Regions from separate parts of the Mus musculus genome. Here region 2 is linked to region 1. The links are chromatin contacts, called in public promoter capture Hi-C maps. All regions are on one chromosome and are shown on one strand. The core of a region is the stretch at or near the end of the contact, and the rest is flanking DNA. Distances in the headings are between cores, read along the strand shown. Region 1 holds the start of Cited1 (Cbp/p300-interacting transactivator with Glu/Asp-rich carboxy-terminal domain 1). Region 2 holds the start of Hdac8 (histone deacetylase 8).

The links. Promoter capture Hi-C pulls out the DNA fragments that hold promoters and counts their contacts.
Region 2: a promoter capture Hi-C map of embryonic stem cells shows a contact between it and region 1, with 4 times the contacts expected there. The contact joins the promoter of Hdac8 here to the promoter of Cited1 in region 1. A contact is called at or near these places in 11 of 39 promoter capture datasets (the 3T3-L1 cell line, the C10 cell line, the SN4741 cell line and 7 more), 2 of 484 Hi-C or Micro-C datasets (embryonic fibroblasts and uterus), 8 of 115 datasets of contacts at active chromatin or transcription factors (embryonic forebrain, embryonic stem cells, extraembryonic endoderm stem cells and 3 more) and 3 of 9 other capture datasets (adipose tissue, liver and pancreatic islet).

The regions. Positions count from the first base shown.
Region 1 is chrX:102,250,105-102,254,575 of GRCm38.p6, reverse strand. It overlaps Cited1 (Cbp/p300-interacting transactivator with Glu/Asp-rich carboxy-terminal domain 1), which reads left to right and starts at 2,395. Exons shown (of 3, transcript NM_001276466.1): 1 at 2,395-2,542. It overlaps Gm14858 (predicted gene 14858), which reads right to left and starts at 1,925. Exons shown (of 3, transcript NR_040285.1): 1 at 1,552-1,925; 2 at 963-1,096.
Region 2 is chrX:102,503,080-102,507,550 of GRCm38.p6, reverse strand. Hdac8 (histone deacetylase 8) reads left to right here and starts at 2,393. Exons shown (of 11, transcript NM_027382.4): 1 at 2,393-2,597; 2 at 3,100-3,152. The coding sequence starts at 2,487. It overlaps Gm32262 (a long non-coding RNA gene), which reads right to left. Exons shown (of 14, transcript XR_003953070.1): 14 at 2,225-2,972.

The DNA of each region.
Region 1 (4,471 bases), core at 1,146-3,645:
CTACCTTGGCTTCACAGGGGCATGGTCTAGGGGCATGGTCTAGTTGCCAACTTGGAGAAAAGAGTTTAGCGGAACTCCGAGATAGCCTGGGGCCAGAGATCTGAGACAGCCTGGGGCCAGCTGGGAAGTCAGTCATCCAAGGCATATTTGCCTAGAAATGCAAATGTCTTCTTTGCCCCCTCTCAGCTTCTGCCACTAACCTCAACTCCCATTCCCCCAAAAGGAAATAGATGGCTTTTCTGCTTCAATGCTGAGTGCTAAAAGCCCTTCTCATTCCTACTCCATGGGAGGTGGCCAGTGGAGATGACAGGAAGTCACCGGTGGTGTAGGGGGCTTTCTGGAACTTGGGCATATAGAAATGTGATGGAGGGCACACCTTTTCTGCCCTTCAATGATCCGGATGGGGGAAGGGGCTAGCTGTTGAGCAACTGCTCCGGAGACACTCCAGAAGCTGAGATGAACATATGCCTCTTTCTAACAATTGGCCTGGGAGCCATCCAATAGATGGAGGGCGGATCCACGGGTCCGGGATCCGGAGCCTGCAACCCAGCTGCATCTGCAGTTTAGGAACCAGCTCTAGAGTCCAACAAGAGGAGAAGGGGGCAGGTCAGGGGTCCAAATTAGCAACTGTAATTCAAAAGCCTAAGTCCATTCCTCTACTGATTGCTTTCACAAAAACTTTTTCTCATCTTCGGCAAATATTAAGGAGGCTTTGGAAGGGTGCCTTGCCTGCTACCCCAGTAGAGCTTTGGGATCCCTATAGATTGTACCTTTTCTCAACAGGGAACTAGGCACAACCCACAATCCAAGTGGAAAAGTGTAGCGATGGTGTGGGGAGTGTGGTTGTTTCCCCGATTTTGAGTTGGAGCAGAGTGGGAGGGGCCAAAGCAATCAGCAATGAAGAGAGGCAGCTTTTCAGCCTACCAAGGGGAAAGGGTCCCCTAATTACTCAGGGTACTCACCCCAGCTTCCTCCAAATGCCAAAGAAGGGCCTAATTCTGTGCCTCCATTTGTGCCCCCTCTTTGTCAGCAAGCCGGTCATTTCATCAACAAACACGACTCTGTTAGAAGAGCAAATTAAGGACACTTTGCGATCCTAAAAAAAAAAAAAAATCAGAAAGAAAAAAGATCTTCAGGTCATCAAAGCCAACTAAAAAGACACAAGACACAGACAGTGAAATGACTCTGTAACAGTCCTCCCCCCACTCACACCCCCTTTTCCTTAACATCGTACTTTTTCAAACGACAATGTTTTCCAAACAGTATAAACTGAATTGTTGAATGGAAGGAGTGTGTGTGTGGACGGTGGGGGGGGGGGTGTAGGGTGGGAATGGGGGAGGCTTGATTAGAGGACAGTAATCCTGGTGGCCTTCCTGCAAGGGGTGAATGAGGTGAGAGTTTCTACCCACAGGGAACATGCCTTGAAATGAGAAGCCCCAGATATCTTTCAGTGAGGATTGTAAGACACCTTACCAACACAAGAGACGTGCTCTACGTGCAAGATGTTATTCTTGCTAGATGTGAATAATTATATAATCATAATAAAATAACCTGGCATCGTGGCAAGAGGAATCTCTGCGAACTCAGTGGCAATCTTTTCGAACCCGCTGCCTGTTCTTGGCTTTTCCGTGAGCCATGTGAGTTGCATGCATGCACCTAGCCCCACGGTCCGGTAGAACAGCATTTCCCAGCGTCGTCGCATCCTGCCAGCCTCCTTCTGCCCTGGATGACCACAGGACAGAAAGCCTTGAAACCAACCTTGGGCCTTGAGGGAAGCCACCGCTGCCATATGATCTCTCTAAGTGCCCCTGCACAAAATGTAGGGAGTTTAGGGGGTAAGGGACACGCCAACCTCGGCCATTCCACGATGAGAAGACATAGCTCAAAAAGAGCAAACCGGCTCGGAGGAAGCCCTGCAGAAAACTAAGACCCGTGCCTTGCCTACACCGTCCCGTGTGCAAGTCCCTCTTCTGGACCTTTCCCTAAGCCAACAGCTCTTCTCTCTATCCATTGAAGCCCGTCCTGGCGACCCACTTGATTTAGGTCAGAAAACAGACACTAACAGCTCTCCCTCGCCTCGGTAAAATTACTAAGTGGAATTTATTGGGCAAGTCCATGCAGGGTGGTGGGGAGAGCCCACGTCCCAGGTTCGGGCTGTCACTAGTTTTAGAAAAACAAGTATAGGCCAGAGCACTGGGCGAGAAGTGACCATAATCAGAGACCATCAGCCCCACCCCAGTAGCTGCGTCGTGCCCCCAGGGCTGAGGGACAGGAGGGGACGCACGCACTCTGTTCCCTAGCCCGCCCTTTGCTTTCACAAGATCCACGGTGACTGCACCAGCTCGAGCGCCTTTAAAGGGCCACACACGCCAGCCCGCCGCTATAAAATGTTCCCGGCGGCACAGCTGCAGAAGTGCGCTGCCGAGCTGCGGTGAGGAAGCTAGCTCCGCCCGGCTGCTCCTCCCACAACCTATCGGCGCGGGGCTGCTCCTGGCAGAGAGGACCAGACGCGAGGAAGGCACAGCACCCACTCGGGCCCTCCGTAAGTATCCAGTTCAGATTTTGCCACCAACTCGCCCACGAGCCAGGACATGTGCTAATAATGCTCTAAGCTGGTTATAAAGACGTGAAAATTGGGGGGAGAGGGAAAAAAGGGGGGAAAGGGGTCTGTCCTTCCTGGGATTCCTAGCCGAGGCCAGCCTGCTGCTGTGTGCTTGTGCGCCAGGGCTCTACGGGAGGCAGTGGGGGCTTAAGAGCCCGGTCCCCGCGCCGAGAACCAAGCGTGGTGGCTGTGATCGCCACCGCCCCGGAGTCCGGGCGCCGGAGCTGCGGGCCGGCAAGAGCGCGGGTCGGGGCAGCTCGGCGCTGCCCGGTGCGGTGCGGCGGCGCGGCGCGGCGCGGCGGTGCAGGCTTTTCCCAGGCGCCCTGGGGTCGCGTGGCCGCCCGTGCGGCTGGGGACTCTGAAGCGAGTGGCTAGCGGCGGCGGCGGCAGTGTGCGTGCCAAGGGGGCTCGGGGCTAGGTCGCTTCGTCCGTACCTCAGCTCCTGTGAGCTTTCCTCTCCCGGGCAAGCAGCTTCGCGGAGGTAAGCCGGGCCGCCCGGCAGGACGCTGGGCTGGGCAGCAGGGGCCGAGGGCACCGGAGGCGGCCAAGCTGGCCGCGGGGCTGGGGGACTTGTTTGCTGCCGGAGCTGCCGGGCAGAGGGGCGGCAGCCCGGGCCGGCCCGCGGGACGCGGAGCCCACTTGTCCGGAGAAACCCGCAGCACATCCACTCCGGCGCCCGCGCTTTCTCCGGCTCTGCTTCCCCGACTTTGCCAATACCCAGGACTGCATCAGGCCGCTCGGGGGCCGCACAAAGCTCTTGTTTCCTGGGGGGCTGGAAGCGAGAAGGGCTTCTGGCTGAACTCAGCCAAGCTGCGTGCTGCAAGTTGGAACATTCTGGCAACTTGCTTTCCCCACGCAGCACGACCCCCGTGCACACGCCCCTCTCGGGGGAAGCGGCCGCGCGGCGCCCAGCCTCTGCCTCACGGGGAGCCTGATCAGGGGCGGGACAGCTAGTCTGAACCATGCCACTTTTAACGTTGTGACCTTGGGTTAAGTTATCGCACCCACCTCGGCACCTCGAATCTTTGCTAGCCAGCTGCGAGCAGCGGCAGCAGCGGACGCTCCGAGGGCGCTCGGAAGTGTCTGTGAGGCGCGCGAGCCACTGCCGCTGGCGCCAAAGTGCGCCCCCGCGCGCGGAGACGCTGCGGGTCCCCAAAGTCGCGCTGACGCGGAGACCCCGTGCTTCGTCGCCTGTCTGCTTCTGAGCACCTGAGGTAAAGGACGCTTGGAGCCCTCCGGCACTGGTGCTCGCGCCTGGCGTGCCGGGCTCCGTTCGGCCAAGCCCGCCTCGGTGGCTCTCTCCGGGCGCGTCGAGGAGGCCCCGGCGAGCTGTCCGTAAACAAGGGGCCTTTAGTTTTAAGGTGGCGAGTCTAGCTGGGCTGCTTGGAGAGCGTGCAAGCCAAGCCGCAGTGCTGTTTGGACATTTAGATTTCTCAGTAGCAATGGAGGTGGAGTATACCGGTTGGTGCCATTTTAACTTTTGCTCTCGGGACAGGTTCGAGATGACCCCCCCCCACCTGCCGCGCTCTTCCCACCCCACCCCCCTTCTCTTTCCTCTTCTCACCCTCCAACAGCGTTGGCGAAGGCTTTCTCGGAGGGTAGCCAGGCGAGGCCGGGCGGCGGGAGGGAGGCAGGAGACGCGAGCCGCGGAGTCCGCACTTGTTGCGCCGCTTTTTTTTTTTTTTTTTTCCCCGCGGAGCCTCGCCGCTGCTCCGCGGTCACCACTTCGTGGCTCGGAGCAGACCCAGACATCCGTCAACCAAGTTTTTTCCCTCAAATGAACGGAAGGGTGGGGTAGGAGACAGAAACTGGGGTTGTTGGGTGGGGGTGGGGGGTATGCAATCGCCTCTTAGACGGACTCCGGAGCTT
Region 2 (4,471 bases), core at 1,144-3,643, 250 kb before region 1:
ACTCACTGATCACTCCATAACTAGACCGTTGTGGCATGCACTGCTCCAGTCTTTCAAGTTACTAATTTTCATACACACACAGCTGCTCTAGAATATTTTACTGAACATTATAAGGAATTTGGGTCTAGTTCACTTGCCTGGCAGACACGGGCCCGGGTTGCAATTCCAGCACTACAAAAACGCATTCCCATTTCGAAAAGGATGAAATATGTTTTCATTAGCCTAGTATTGAAGCCTTTCATGAACTTTCCTGTTCCACTAAAATAGAGTAGGGTTTTTTTAAATTGTTCATGGATTTATTTATTTTGATGTAGGGACAGGGTTTTACTAGTAGCACTGGCTGGCCTAGGCTGGTCTCAAACTTGTGACTCTTCTGCCTTTGTTTCTTGAATACTTGGATTGCTGGCACATGCCACCAACTCCAGCTTTCTTCTTTGTATTGAGATTGTTTCTATGTTATTAATTGTGTGTGTTGGGGGTGCTCCTATGCAACGGAGCATGCATATGGAAGGCAGAGGACAACTTGCAGGAGGTATTTTTTCACTTTCCACCATGTGGAATCCAGAGATTGAATTCAGGTCATCAAGCTTAGCAGCAAGTACCTTTACCTACTGAGAAATCTTGTCTGTCACAGTTCTTTGTATTTTTTTTAAATCTAAGCTGCTCCTTCCAGTCAGCATGCCCTCTCATCCTCACCAAGCACAGTATTGTGCATCTCATAAGATATTCTGAAATGCTAGTAAGAATCCTACTTAACCATTTATTGTTAAGTACTTTATGCCTATTAAGTAAGCTAAGTGCCCTCCATTCATTATCTGGCTCTGTTATTAATATGGTTTCAAATGAAGTAGCCTTATCTTATCTATTATAATGCAGATTCCCTGAGAGTGCAGTGTATCTTTGAATCCAAAGCTAAAGTGTACACTTAGTTCATAGAAGTGCTTAATAGTGCACTCAGTTCATAGAAGTGCTTGGGTAACTGAATGATTACAGTGCTTTGAACTAGTTCTATAGACAAATACAAATGAAGCATAACTTGTTCCATTCTAATTGGAGAACAAATGCATATCTCTCTCTCTCTCTCTCTCTCTCTCACACACACACACACACACACACACACACACACACACACGTACATACCTCAAGATTGCAAGAATATTAAGTATTGGGATACTAAATCGAATATTGACCACAGGTATAGCAGAAAGTCAACCTGGAAGCATCAAATTCACATAGTAAAAGGAGTATTTAGGTTTTGGGTGTTAGGTAGAGCTAATTTTGGATTGTTTTCCTACCTCAGTGTGTGACCGAGAATAGTTTTTACCCTCCAAAGTACATCTGCAAAGTGGACATGTTACAGCTTGCGTCATAGAACTGTTGAAAGGATTAAGATAATATCCAAAGTGCTTATCACGAAACAAAAGTTTAAAGCAAGCTTGTCTTTTAAAGAAAGTACAAATCTGGGCCTGTCTCGGAGGCCTCAGTGTGTCAGTTGAGGATGGTCTGAGTGCTGGGAGTCTGGGAATTGACCAGCTAGGCTCAGATCTTGTAGGCATCCAGAACCCCCAAACTTCTGGTGGAAATAACACTGCCTGGGGACACACTAACACCCTGTACACCAAACCTAAAACATTTGCCCTAACCGTTGTTTAGCTTCAGAAGCAAATGAAAGAAAAAGTGGCTGTGTGTTGGGGGATGGGGGAGGTGTGTTTTCCCACTACTTGGGAGAGAACCCTTGCTTTTCATCACATGAAAGCTCCACAGTCCCTGTCTCAGTTTTAGGAAGGTGACATCGGGTTTGTCAGAGTGGATTATTGGAGAGGCTGTTAATCTCTTTCAGACAGTGATGAAAAGTAGCGAACTAAAGTTGCAGCACGAAATTTACTCTGTAAACATTTCAAACAATCCTCAGCCTTAGCACCATTAGCTAATGTAGCTGGGTGGTGGTCTTGCCTGCTATTGAATGTATAGTTTACCTCTATTTAAATATTTAAATGATATTTGCAGTTTGAAAACTTAAAAGAGTTCAGACTCTTAGCGCCAAAACTTGAAACCACGTTTTTTTAGTGTTTAGCTGTGTTTCTTTCTGTTACCATACTCCTTTAAAACTACATCTCCCAGCATGCTTTGGAGCTGGTCTGACCTCATTTCAAATGGCCCCGTAGGGCAACAAGGCTGGTTACTTTTGACCGTGCTACTTGTGCCATGAAAAAATTGATCCCAATTGGCAGTTATTTGGTTTTTATATCTGTCAGGCACCTTTTTTGAACTGTGGTCATCAGTAGAAGGCATCTGGTCTGGAAGGGCCCATCCATCCCTGTAGTTGGACGAGGGACCAGGGAAACTGTCTCCGGCGATCTAAATAGGAGGGAATGTTGACAAGGGAGCACCGCTGGGGCTGAACAGAGGAGCAGGAACTGGAGCTCAGGCTGAGTCTGAAAACTGTTGGCTCCAGACTTTGGCTCGCGGACGGTTGGAAGTGGGAGATGGAGATGCCAGAGGAACCCGCCAACAGTGGGCATTCACTACCCCCGGTTTATATTTACAGTCCCGAGTATGTCAGCATCTGCGACTCCCTTGTGAAGGTCCCCAAACGGGTAAGAGAGGTCTGGATCAAAGACCACGGTTTGCGGGGATGGGGGTGGGAGGGTGTGAAAGGGAGTACATTAGGAAACGAGAAAACTGGACTGAAGGATACCTTCAGCAAAAATGTAACTAGCAGTGCCAGGCACGCCAAGCCGAGCAGAAGGAAGTGGTTCATTACCTTCAGAGAGCGCAGTGGGGCATCCAACGCTCGAGTGGGGGCGGGGGGCGGGGGAGGGGAAGGATTGGCGCAGAGGTGAGCGGAGTTACCAATAGGGGGTCCTGGACCACAAACTGTTAGGAGAGAGTATTCCATCACTTGCGTTAGTAAAGCTGGGGAGCTTCGAATCTTGGCGATTTTGAGACTCTGTGTTTGTCTTAAGTGTATTCTGTTAAAGTGACAGAAGGGAGAAGAGAGAAAGTAGTTAGTTCTCCGCGCAGGCTGTTGTTGTTAATGGCATTTCAGTACATTGAACCTTAAGGAGACTGCTCTGCCTTTCTTTGATGCTGTTTCAGGCCAGTATGGTCCACTCTCTGATCGAAGCCTATGCCCTGCATAAACAAATGAGGTAAGTGCGTTGACCTTTCTGAACATGATCATTTCTGAGGGCAGGCGTGTTCATAGCCTTAACACCTTGTCTCCTCCCAGTGGGACTAACCAGCGAGAAATGCTGCGTTCAAAAAAAAAAAAAAAAAAAAGCTTGTGTGGGAGTGGGGTGTTCATAGTCTTTGTTAGATGCTTGTACCGCCGGGAAAGCTTGAGAACAGTTGGGAAAGGCACACGAAGGGGTTAAGATCCCTTAGAAAAGAGACTTTGCTTCTAGACATGTGAGGAGGTGTTAAGCTGGAAAATGTTTTGTTTTATATTTGGTCTGGATTTTGTTTGTTTTCTAAAGCTAGATTTGGGGATGTGGGTTCAATTTGAGACTTAGATCTGCTACCCCACCCCCATCACCACCAAACTTTAACCTGGTCTCTGTTGACCACACAAGTAAAGCTAGCTACATCCTTCTCAAAAACAAGCCAAAAACAAGCTTTCTGTTGATTGCCAATTCTATATTTAATGTCATAAATGAAAGTATTATGGACCTGGCACATGTCAAATCAGGTTTTCTCATTACTGACCAACTACGTGACTGGCTAGATCACCTAATGCTGCATTTTCTTCACAGAAAGTAATATAATAGGTTTTCATATTTTATTCTTAGTATTAAGTCATTTTTAGTGTGTACATTCTTTTGGAATGTGTTGTTGTTTTGAGACAGAGTCTCACTGTGTAGTTCTGGCTAGCCAAGAACTGTTAACATCAACCAGGCTGGCCTTGAATTTACCAAGAACCACCTGCCTTGCCTCCCAGGTGCAGGATCAGCAGGTTTGCAGCACCATACCCTTCTAGGAATGTTTTCCTCCCTATGCTTAATTCCTATGGTCATCAAAATAACTACTTGTCTTTCCTTAAAAGTATTTTAACACTTTTCTGAGCCTGGTGGTACAGGCCGTTAATTCTAGGCCTTTGGAAGGCTGAGACAGGAACATCACAACTTCAAAGCCAGCTGGGTAACTTAGCCACACCCTGTCTCAAAATACAATTTTTAAAGGGGTTTAAGATAGTGTTCAATGTGTAGAACACTTGCCTAACATATAGGAGGTCTAGGCTCCCACACACAAAATTAACACTTACAAATATTTTATTGCAAACAAGATGTCAAAGCAAAGTCATTAGCTCGCTGCTGAGTAGTCAGTAGTCTTTCCTTTTAGGGTGAGTGAAACAGATGGGAAGGTGCTACAAGGCAACAATTAGAAAAGGCTGGGATGGCAGGGCGTGGTGGCGCATGCCTTTAATCCCAGCATTTGGGAGGCAGAGGCAGGCAGATTTCTGGGTTCAGCC